Regions from separate parts of the Canis lupus genome. Here region 2 is linked to region 1. The links are chromatin contacts, called in public Hi-C maps. All regions are on one chromosome and are shown on one strand. The core of a region is the stretch at or near the end of the contact, and the rest is flanking DNA. Distances in the headings are between cores, read along the strand shown.

Region 1 (4,914 bases), core at 1,714-4,213:
AAATAAATATAATAGGCGGTTTAAAAAAACAAAACAAAGAGCTGGCCCTTTGAAATGACCAATGTCATAAATCACCCCCTAGCAAACCAGATAAAGGAGGACAGTTTAAAATAAAGAAATACATACACATACACACATACACACATACACACACACACACACACACACACACGGAAAATCTTTCCCAGACAGGGCAGTGTTTCAAAGTAGTTATTGTGAGTTATACATAACTGTATAGCAACGTATTTTAATATTGATGTGAAACAGGTGATTCTCTAGCAAGGTGTAAATTAACAAAGTTAATATAGGAAAAAAAAGAAGGGAACAATCAACGTAGAAGAGATCAGGGAAAAAAATGACGTAACACAACAAACACAAATAATAAGACTCTGACCTGTAGAAAGGAAAGGCAAATAGCCCATGGATTTTAGGGCCTGAGGAACAACAACACACTGTTGAGTTCCCTAGGTCTCCTTTTCCTCCCATATATCACAAACAGGACACTGGAGAAGCTTATAACTCAGAACTGTTAAAAGGCACAGACAAAAAAAGCTCTGAGAAATGCCTACTTCCCTTAATCACAGGGCCAAGAAGAGGGTGGCCTAACTAAATATACCACCCCACTCCAGCCAAATACTAAGAGAATACACATTCTCTTCAAGCACCCATACACATTCTCAAAGACATATCACACTCAGGGAGGGTCATAAAACAAACCTCAATAAATTGAATTTATATGGTGTATGTTCTTTAATATCATCAAACTAGAAATCAGTAACAGATAACAGGAGAGTCTCCAAGCACTTGAAAATGACACAATACATTTCTATATAATCCATGGATCAAAGAGGTGATCTCAGGAGAAATTAAAAAGTAATGAATGAAAATTAAAATACAACATATCAAAATTTGGGGGATGGAGATAAAGCAATGTTGAGAGGGAAATTTATAGTACTAAAATGTTTATATTAGAAAAGAATTAAGGTCTTAAATCAATCATTTAAGCTCCCATCTCAAGAAATTAGAAAAAGAACAAAGTAAACCCAAAGCAAGCAGAAGGAAAGAAGTAATAAATATATAAGAGCATAAATCAATGAAATTGAAAACACTTACCAAATTGTTGAATCACTCTATTGTACACCTGAAACAAAAATAGTTGAGACAAAATATATATGTAAATACATAAAAAAAGAAAGAAATGAAAACAGAAAAACAATACAGAACAATAACTGAAACCAAAAGCTGGTCCTTTGAAAATATTTATAAAATTGGTAATCCTCTAGCAAGACTGATGAAGATACAAATTACCAATATCAGAACTGAAACACAAGGTATAACTAAAGATGCTGCAGCCATTAGAAGTAAAGTAAGGGAATACCACAACAAATGTGCATAAATTCAAAAGCTTGGATGAAATTGTCCAATTCTTCAAAAAACACAAATTCCCACAAGTCACTCATTATTAAGTAGATACTCTGAAAAAAAAAAAAATAGATAACCTGAAGTCACATAACTACTACAGATGTTGAAGCCATAATCAAAAAGCTTCCAAAAGGGAATGTCCAGGCTCAGATGGTTTCACTGGAGGATTCTATCAAACAGTTAGAGGAAAATTAACATAATTCTACATAATCTCTTCCAGAAAATACAAAAGGAGAGATTATTTTCCACCTCATTCTATGAGGCCAGTATTATCCTAACACTAAAACCAGACAAAGACAGTACAAAAAACTAAAACTGTAGACTAATGTCTTTCATATACCGAGTTGCAGAAAATCCTCAAAAAAAAAGCATTAGTTCATCAATTCCTGCAACATATAAAAAGAATTACACAGCACAACCAAGTGAGGTTTATTCCAGGAATGTAAGGCTGGTTCAACATTCAGAATTCAATCAGTGCATTCTCCCATATTAACAGGCTACAGAAGAAAAATCACAAGATCATGTAAATTCATACAGTATTGACAAATTTCAATACCCATTCATGATAAAACTAGATAGACACATAGATCAAAGGAACAGAATAAAGAACCTAAAAATAGCCCTACACAAGTATGGCCAATTTATTTTTCACAAAGGTGCAAAACAAGTCAAGGAAGGAAGGATCGTCTTCAACAAATGGTGCTTGACATTCAAATAGATGAGTTTCAGTCTAAGTCTCACTCTATATACAATCCTGAACTCAAAATGCACCATGGACAGCAGGAAGGAGAAATGGAACAATCACCAACACACGGGAGAATTTCTCTCTCCTCTCTCAGTAACGGGAGACAAGGACACCAAAGAGTACAAATTTTGTATGACACAGTTGACAACTAAACTAAATATATTTTTTTATTAAAAGAAGGAACATTTATAAAAATTCACCACGGCCTAGGCCATGAGTCTCCTCCTGTTTCAAGAAATGAGCTTCATAGACATTTTTCTGACCACAGAAAACTAAAGCTAGAAATCTATTAAAAAGATAAACTTTTGGAAACTAAAAACGCACTTCTAAATAACCTGTGGGCAGAAGAAAAATCAACTCTCAGGGAACACTTAGAACATAATGCACCGAACCTCTGGGTCTTTAGAGTGAACTTCAGGACTTTAACGTCGAGAGAAGAGGAAAGCCTGCAAAACAATGATCGAATCATCCAACTGTTAGACAACCGATTCCACCACTGACCACACAGAATGCCCCAACACTCACGCTCCCCGGGCCCCATCGCTTCCACATCCCTCGGACGCAGAGCACTGAGATCCTCCTGACAACTATTAAACACTGCTGAGAACCGTAGCCGCTTCCGGTCACCACCCCTAGCACTGCCCCTTCTGAGGGTTTGGGGCGACGGACGAAGGGGGCGTGGCCCTGCACACGCGCAAAACCACATTCGAAGCCGCTCTCAGCCCAGAGTCAACATGGGGGTGTTACGGAATCGGTGCTTCGAGGCGTTCGGTGCCCTACAGCCGCGTCGTCAGGAGGGGAACATGGCCGCGCCCGTGTCGCGCTTCCCCGTCGGGTGCGCCATGTTGGGGGAGTAACTGTTCCGTACCAAGGGTAAAGAAGCCTCTAGACTCACAGAGCAGAGCCGCGGAGCTGTCTCCGTGGCGGGGAGCGTGGGTGGCGACGTTCTTTGGGGCGGGCTTCCTGGAGGAGGGGTCTTTGGACCTATACTCTGGATTTGTGTAATAATGTTCAGAGAAGCTAAAGGGCTTCTGACAAGGCGCAGAGGTGCCCTTGGCTGTTCTCTCCCGGCAGATACCACAGGATGAGAAGGTGGTGGGGGGGAGAAGTCAGACTGGTTTACAGTCCTCTCCTGGAACATACCACGAGCCAAGAAGGGGAAGAAATTGGGGGTGTGCAAGTCTCCTTGGGATATAGCCCTGAGGGAAAAAGGGGGAGAAGTCAGTGTCAGATACTCTTCTGTTGTTCTTGTAGGGGTTGGCTGCGTGGGATCTGAATGCTCCCATAGTCTACATTATCTCCCACTCCAGCGACCTCAGATAAAATATGTACCAATAATACTTTTTGGTTTTCCTTAATCTAAAGCAATATGTCAATAAAACTGTAGGACACTATTATTTTTATTTCCATATAAAATAAAATCTGCACAGTGATAATGCCCTTTGAAAATGTAGCTTTAACATAAGACTGATTCTGCCCTTCAACCCGTTTGCTGCCCCTAACATTGCTTCTTTTTTTTTTTTTAATTTTTATTTATTTATGATAGTCAGAGAGAGAGAGAGAGAGGCAGAGACCCAGGCAGAGGGAGGAGCATGCTCCATGCACCGGGAGCCCGATGTGGGATTTGATCCCGGGTCTCCAGGATCGCGCCCTGGGCCAAAGGCAGGCGCTAAACCGCTGCGCCACCCAGGGATCCCCTTAGCATTACTTCTAATAGGGAAATTCTGGAGATGCTCATATCCTTCTAGGAGATGTCAGCGGGGCAGAAAGGGAAGTCCTGTTGCCCTTTAGCTGGGAATGCCTACTTTTCCTTCAAAACCCAAGTTCAGAGGATCCCTGGGTGGCTCAGCGGTTTGGTGCCTGCCTTTGGCCCAGGGCACGATCCTGAAGTCCCGGGATCGAGTCCCACGTCGGGCTCCCGGCATGGAGCCTGCTTCTCCCTCCTCCTGTGTCTCTGCGCCTCTCTCTCTCTATGTCTATCATAAATAAATAAATCTTAAAAAAAAACCAAGTTCAAGTATCTCCTCCTCCAGGGAATCCTCCTGACAGAGGTCAAAGGCTCTGTACCCTCTGAAGGCTTTTCTGGATCCTCGGATGAGGAAGGTATTTTGAGGGGGCCTGACACAGGCTGGATGCAGTCCAGTCACCTACCCTCTGGGGCTCAGTTTAACAATCTGGAATGTAAGGGTGTCCTACTCAGCCTAAGACCATCTGGGACTAATTTGTAGTCTGACTGATCTATCAATCAATGAGGGAGACCACACACCAGAGGAACTATAGAGTATCTTACTAAACAAAGGAAAAGGTAGAGTTACAGGATTTTGAGGAATGGTGAAGTTTAGATGAGATAGAAATGAAGCAGTGTTTTGGTAACCTTAAAGCAAAACAGGGCTGTATGTGAACCCCAAAGTGAACGGAGTCCTGTTTTCCTGAAAGCAATAAAGCTAAGATGGATGTAAAATGTCGTGTCTAGATACTCCTTATCTCTGGTCAGAGTTGGAAATCCTGGCTGCTTCTTCGTGTCTAAGTGACTTAGAGTCTCCAGTGGGAGCAGGATGTTTCATTCATACTGATACCGTTTCAAATGGCAGCTTTCTGATAGTCTGTGATTGTAGAGATGGAAGTTTCCCAGTGACTAAGAAAGCAATAGTCACTCATAGTAGAGTTCTTTATGGCATTACAGCTGCAGGACGTCCTTGGGAGAAATGTTTCCTGTTAACTTTGCATCTTAGTTTATCTGTGATTAT
Region 2 (4,914 bases), core at 851-3,350, 150 kb before region 1:
AATTAAGATGAAAACAGAATTACGCATGAGAAAGGAAGTATAATTAAAATACCTAGAGATTTTTAAAGTGTGAGAACACTATGTGAATTTTCCAATTAAATGTGATGGGAGAGCACTCCGCCAATCCCAAGAGTGCCTGGAGTGCAGAGGACTCACAAACAAGAGACTGAGATGTAGGAGGGGTGAGAGCTCAGCAGAGAGGCCCAGCACCTGGAAGAACGTGTCATGCTTTGCTCTCCTTGGACTGATAAAATGGGGATAATGATAGTCCTCACTTGGTAGCTTCTTAGTAGATAAAATAAAAGCTGAAGAAAGCAAAGCACTTAACACAGGGCAGCGCGGGTGGCTCAGCGGTTTAGCGCCGCCTTCAGCCCAGGGTGTGATCCTAGAGACCCGGGGTTGAATCCCACGTCAGGCTCCCTGCATGGAGCTTGCCTGTGTCTCTGTCTCTCTCTGTCTTTCATGAATAAATAAATAAGATCTTTTTAAAAAAAGCACTTAGCACAGTGTTAGCACCTAAGGGCTGAATGTTAACTGTAGCTATTATTTCTGTTAGCACCTGCCTATCTCCCCCAATCAGGATGCCCCTTTCTTGCCCTAGAAAACACATCATTCCGTTTTATTTTTTTTTAAGATTTTATTTATTTATGATAGTCACACACACAGAGAGAGAGAGGCAGAGACACAGGCAGAGGGAGAAGCAGGCTCCATGCAGGGAGCCCGACGTGGGATTCGATCCTGGGTCTCCAGGATCGCGCCCTGGGCCAAAGGCAGGCGCCAAACCGCTGCGCCACCCAGGGTACGCTCACAGCCTAGCTCAGGACGCTCCGCACCAGTCACGAGTTAGCTATTACTACCATCTTCATTTCAAAGTTGTAATTGAAGAAACTGAGGCACGCGGATAGGAAAAGAAAACAAAAACACAGTGGCCAAGTTTACAGAAACCACAATCTTCAGAGACTCGGTCGGGCCACAGCTCCAGCTCCTAAATGTTAGGTAACGCCGCAGCCACCCCGCTAGTGGGCGCAGCTCTCGCCCCGAAAGACAACGCCCACAAGGAAGCGCAAGGAAGCCCTTGCTCTGGAAGCCCCATCCAGTGGGCTGCGAGAAACCCTAGTGGGCAGGGCGTGTGGGGCGCCTAGGGACGCCCCGCTTTCGTTAGAATGCCCCTGGACTCCCCACCCCTTACTTGACGCCCCGCCCCCCACGTCCTGCACACCCCGCCCCATAGAGAACGCCCCACGTGCCCCGCCCATCACGCAAGAGTGCGCCCGTGCACCGCCCGCCACGTTAGACCGCCCCACTCGCCACGCCCTCACGTAGAACGTCCCAAACCCCACCCTCACGTGGAAAGACCCACAGGTCCTGCCCACCACGTAGAGCGCGGCACTCGCCCCGCCCACACATAGAACGCCCTCACCTGCCCTGCCCTTACATTAGACCGCCCCACACGCCCCGCCTTCTACGTAGAGCCGCCCACATATCCCGCCCACCACGTTAGACCTCTGCGCTTACCCTGCCCCACGTAGAACGCCCTTCACGTAGAACCCACATGTCCCGCCCACACGTAAGAGCGCGCCACTCCCTCCGCACACACGTAGCAAGACGTCTAACCCCGCCCACTACGTTAGACCGCCCCCGTGCCCCGCCCAACACGTAGAGCGTCCCGCTCGCTCCGCCTGCCCGTAGGACACCCCTCACATCCCACCCCCTACGTAGAACCACCCACTTGTCCCGCCCCCCACGTAGAGCACGCCACTCGTTCTGCCCACGCGTAGAATGACGTCACAGTCCCTCCCACCGTTAGAGCGCACCCTCTGGCCCCGCCCAACACGTAGAACGTCCTGCTCGCTCCGCCTGCCCGTAGAACGCCCCCACACCCCGCCCCCTACGTATATCCCTGTCCCGCCCATCACGTAGAGCGCTCCACACGCCCGCCCACCCTTAGAACGTCCTCACATGCTCCTCCCAGCACACTGACCGTCCCGCCCTTCACGTAGAACGTCCCGCTCGCTCCGCCCACACGTAGAACGCCCTCAAACCCCACCCACCACGTAGACCTGTCCATAGCCTGGCCCACAACGTAGATCACGCCACACATTCCGCCCTTCACGCAAAACGTCCCGCTCACCCCGCCCTTCATGTAGAACACCACACCGGTTTCGCCCAACTTTTGATCACGGAGCTTGCCTCGCCCTCTGCGTGGAAAGGCCGCCCAGGTTGTAGCCTTTCTAGTTCCTGGAATAGACTCGCACCTGGGACTCCCGCTGCTGCAGTCCCCGCGAGCACTGTCTTTACCACCTCCCCACGGATGGCGTGAACCTCAGTGGAACCAAACTGAGCAATGGGGAGAGGAGAAGGGCTGTGCTGTATAGAATCGGACGGCCGGGCGGAGGACTCTAGATTACTGTCCGAGTGGGACAGGTCTAGTGGGAAACCTATGGGGAGCGTACTCGGCAGCGGGACAGGCATCAGGGGATTGCAAACGATGGTGAGGCGGGAGGCACAGGTTAATCCCAGGCAGGGGTGAAACGGCTATGTGAGGGATGGGGACCTGGATGCACCCTTATGTATGTAATGGCAGGGGCATCTTAGCAGTTGAAAGTCCCCAGTAATAGGTGAAAATAGCCTGGTGGGTCTGGGGTCAGTGGGAGTCTGTTTATCCCTCTGCCCCTCACCCCACTCATGGTCTCTCTCTCTCTCACTGTGTCTCTCAAGTAAGTAAATAAAAATTTTTTTAAATTTAAAAACCCCACCTTTTTGCACCGAAAATGTCTTAAGGATTCTTCCTTGACTGCCACTTCTGGCCCACATCACAACAGGTGTCAACGGGGGCAAAAGGCCTTCAGAGCACATGTGTTATGTGCAGAAGGGGAACTGGCATACACATGAGCTACTCTTTGTGGTCCCTTGTGCCACACGTGGGTTTTACAGGGTCCAGGGTGGGGGTTTTCAGAGTACCAGATCTGTATCCAAAGGGCTGTGGTCTGGCTTTTGCCAGGCTGAGGCTGCCAAGTCACAGTGAGATAGTGCTCTGGGCCTGTGACTCAGGCAGGATGGATGTCCTTAAAATCCACAGGGAAGACTCCTTTCCCCTACACCAGAAACTGTAGGAAGCATCTTCCTCCTGTCATGTCCTTTCAGTGAGTGACCTCTACTGAGAAATCTTAACCTTATGCTCACTTCAAAGAAGAAATGTTTGGGCAGCCCGGGTGGCTCAGCGGTTTAGCGCCGCCTTCAGCCCAGGGCCTGATCCTGGAGACCCGGGATCGAGTCCCATGTCGGGGTCCCTGCATGGGGCCTGCTTCTCCCTCTGCCTGGGTCTCTGCCTCTCTGTGTCTCTCTCATGAATAAGTAAATAAAATCTTAAAAAAAAGAAGAAATGCTTATAGGAAGTTGGTTGTTTATCATAAAGTATATATTGAAGAGTGCTCACAGCAAAGAGGCAATAAATTGATAAATGACACATAGATATAAAACAGCAATAGTAACATAAAGGGGGCTTTCTACATTCCGCATGAAGTTTTTTTTTTAATTTTTATTTATTTATGATAGTCACAGAGAGAGAGAGACAGACAGACATAGGCAGAGGGAGAAGCAGGCTCAACGCACCAAGAGCCCGACGTGGGATTCGATCCCGGGTCTCCAGGATCGCGCCCTGGGCCAAAGGCAGGCGCTAAACCGCTGCGCCACCCAGGGATCCCCCGCATGAAGTTTTAAAATATGAATTCCAATCAGTCTGTGAAAAGCTAATATATATTTAAATTCATAGCAATACCGTTAAAATATACATTAAAAGGGATATAGTCAAAAATTTACTAGGCAAATTGGAATGCTGGAAATATTCAAATAATTTAAAAAGGAGTCAGAAAAAAACAAAAATAGAGGAAACAATCAGAAAAGTAATAAGCTATAGGACGTAAATCCTAACAATTACATTAAATGTAAATATCCTACAAATTTTAGTATTATTTGTTATAGTTCTGTGAAAAATGCTGTTGGTTATTTTGATAGAAATTACATTAAATCTGTAGATTGCTTTGTGTAGTATAGACATTTTAACAAAATTTTTTCTTCCAGGGCATCCCCGGTGGCACAGCGGTTTAGCGCCGCCTGCAGCCCAGGGTGTGATCTTGGAGACCTTGGATCGAGTCCCACGTCCGGCTCTCTGCATGGAGCCTGCATGGAGCCTGCTTCTCCCTCTGCCTGTGTCTCTGCTCCTCATTCTCTCTCTGTGTCTCTATGAATAAATAAATAAAATCTTAAAAAAATTTTTTTTTCTTCCAAACCATGAACATGGAGCATCAGTCCATTTGTTGGTATTGATGAGGGAGCAGAAGGCAAGCTGAGGACAAAGCACAAGCTAACACCTCCCTGCCCCCGCCCACTTCCTGCCCCAGGAGGGATGTGTGTGACATTCCTCGGCATTCCTTTTTGTTCCTAGCTGCACTAGAACAAAAGAAAGGGAAAAACAAATAGTTAACTGATAGGATCACAGTCCTGCCTGCATGATTCCATGAGTTTGCAACTGTCTTAATGATTGATAAGATGAAAGCAATCTTCAGAAAACCTATAAACTCGATTTCCTGGACTCCCAACATCACCCTCCCCTCCATAGGACAGAAAATCTTATATAATCAGCCATTCCTCACAACCCCAGTGCAGCTCTTTGCACCCATGGGTCCTGTCCCTGAGTTTTAATAAAACCACCTTTTTCCACCAAAGATGTCTCAAGAACTCTTTCTTGGCCATAGGCTCCAGAGCCCACAACTCCAAACATCATCAGGGTGGAAGAATGTTGTACCTCCATTCCAACAGACTCTCTGGTATCTTTAACATTACTAAAAATATAAGAGAAACAAACAAGCAAATCAATACATTTGGTGTTTTTGCTAGCACCCCAACATCTGATTC

The links. Hi-C and Micro-C count contacts between places; a contact is called where the count stands out from the background.
Region 2: a Hi-C map of blood shows a contact between it and region 1, with 2.4 times the contacts expected there. The contact joins two enhancer-like sites. A contact is called at or near these places in 2 of 9 Hi-C or Micro-C datasets (amygdala and blood).

What each region holds. Positions count from the first base shown.
Region 1 is chrX:41,558,615-41,563,528 of UU_Cfam_GSD_1.0, reverse strand. No RefSeq gene overlaps it. Among named protein-coding and RNA genes, the nearest start is that of ZNF81, 77 kb to the left of the region's middle. Within about 2 kb of position 2,963, at least 15 of the 20 cell types and tissues checked have an H3K27ac peak or open chromatin away from gene starts, as enhancers often do. A contact at or near this core is called in blood, where this site is marked.
Region 2 is chrX:41,709,992-41,714,905 of UU_Cfam_GSD_1.0, reverse strand. No RefSeq gene overlaps it. Among named protein-coding and RNA genes, the nearest start is that of ZNF81, 75 kb to the right of the region's middle. Within about 2 kb of position 2,100, at least 16 of the 20 cell types and tissues checked have an H3K27ac peak or open chromatin away from gene starts, as enhancers often do. A contact at or near this core is called in blood, where this site is marked.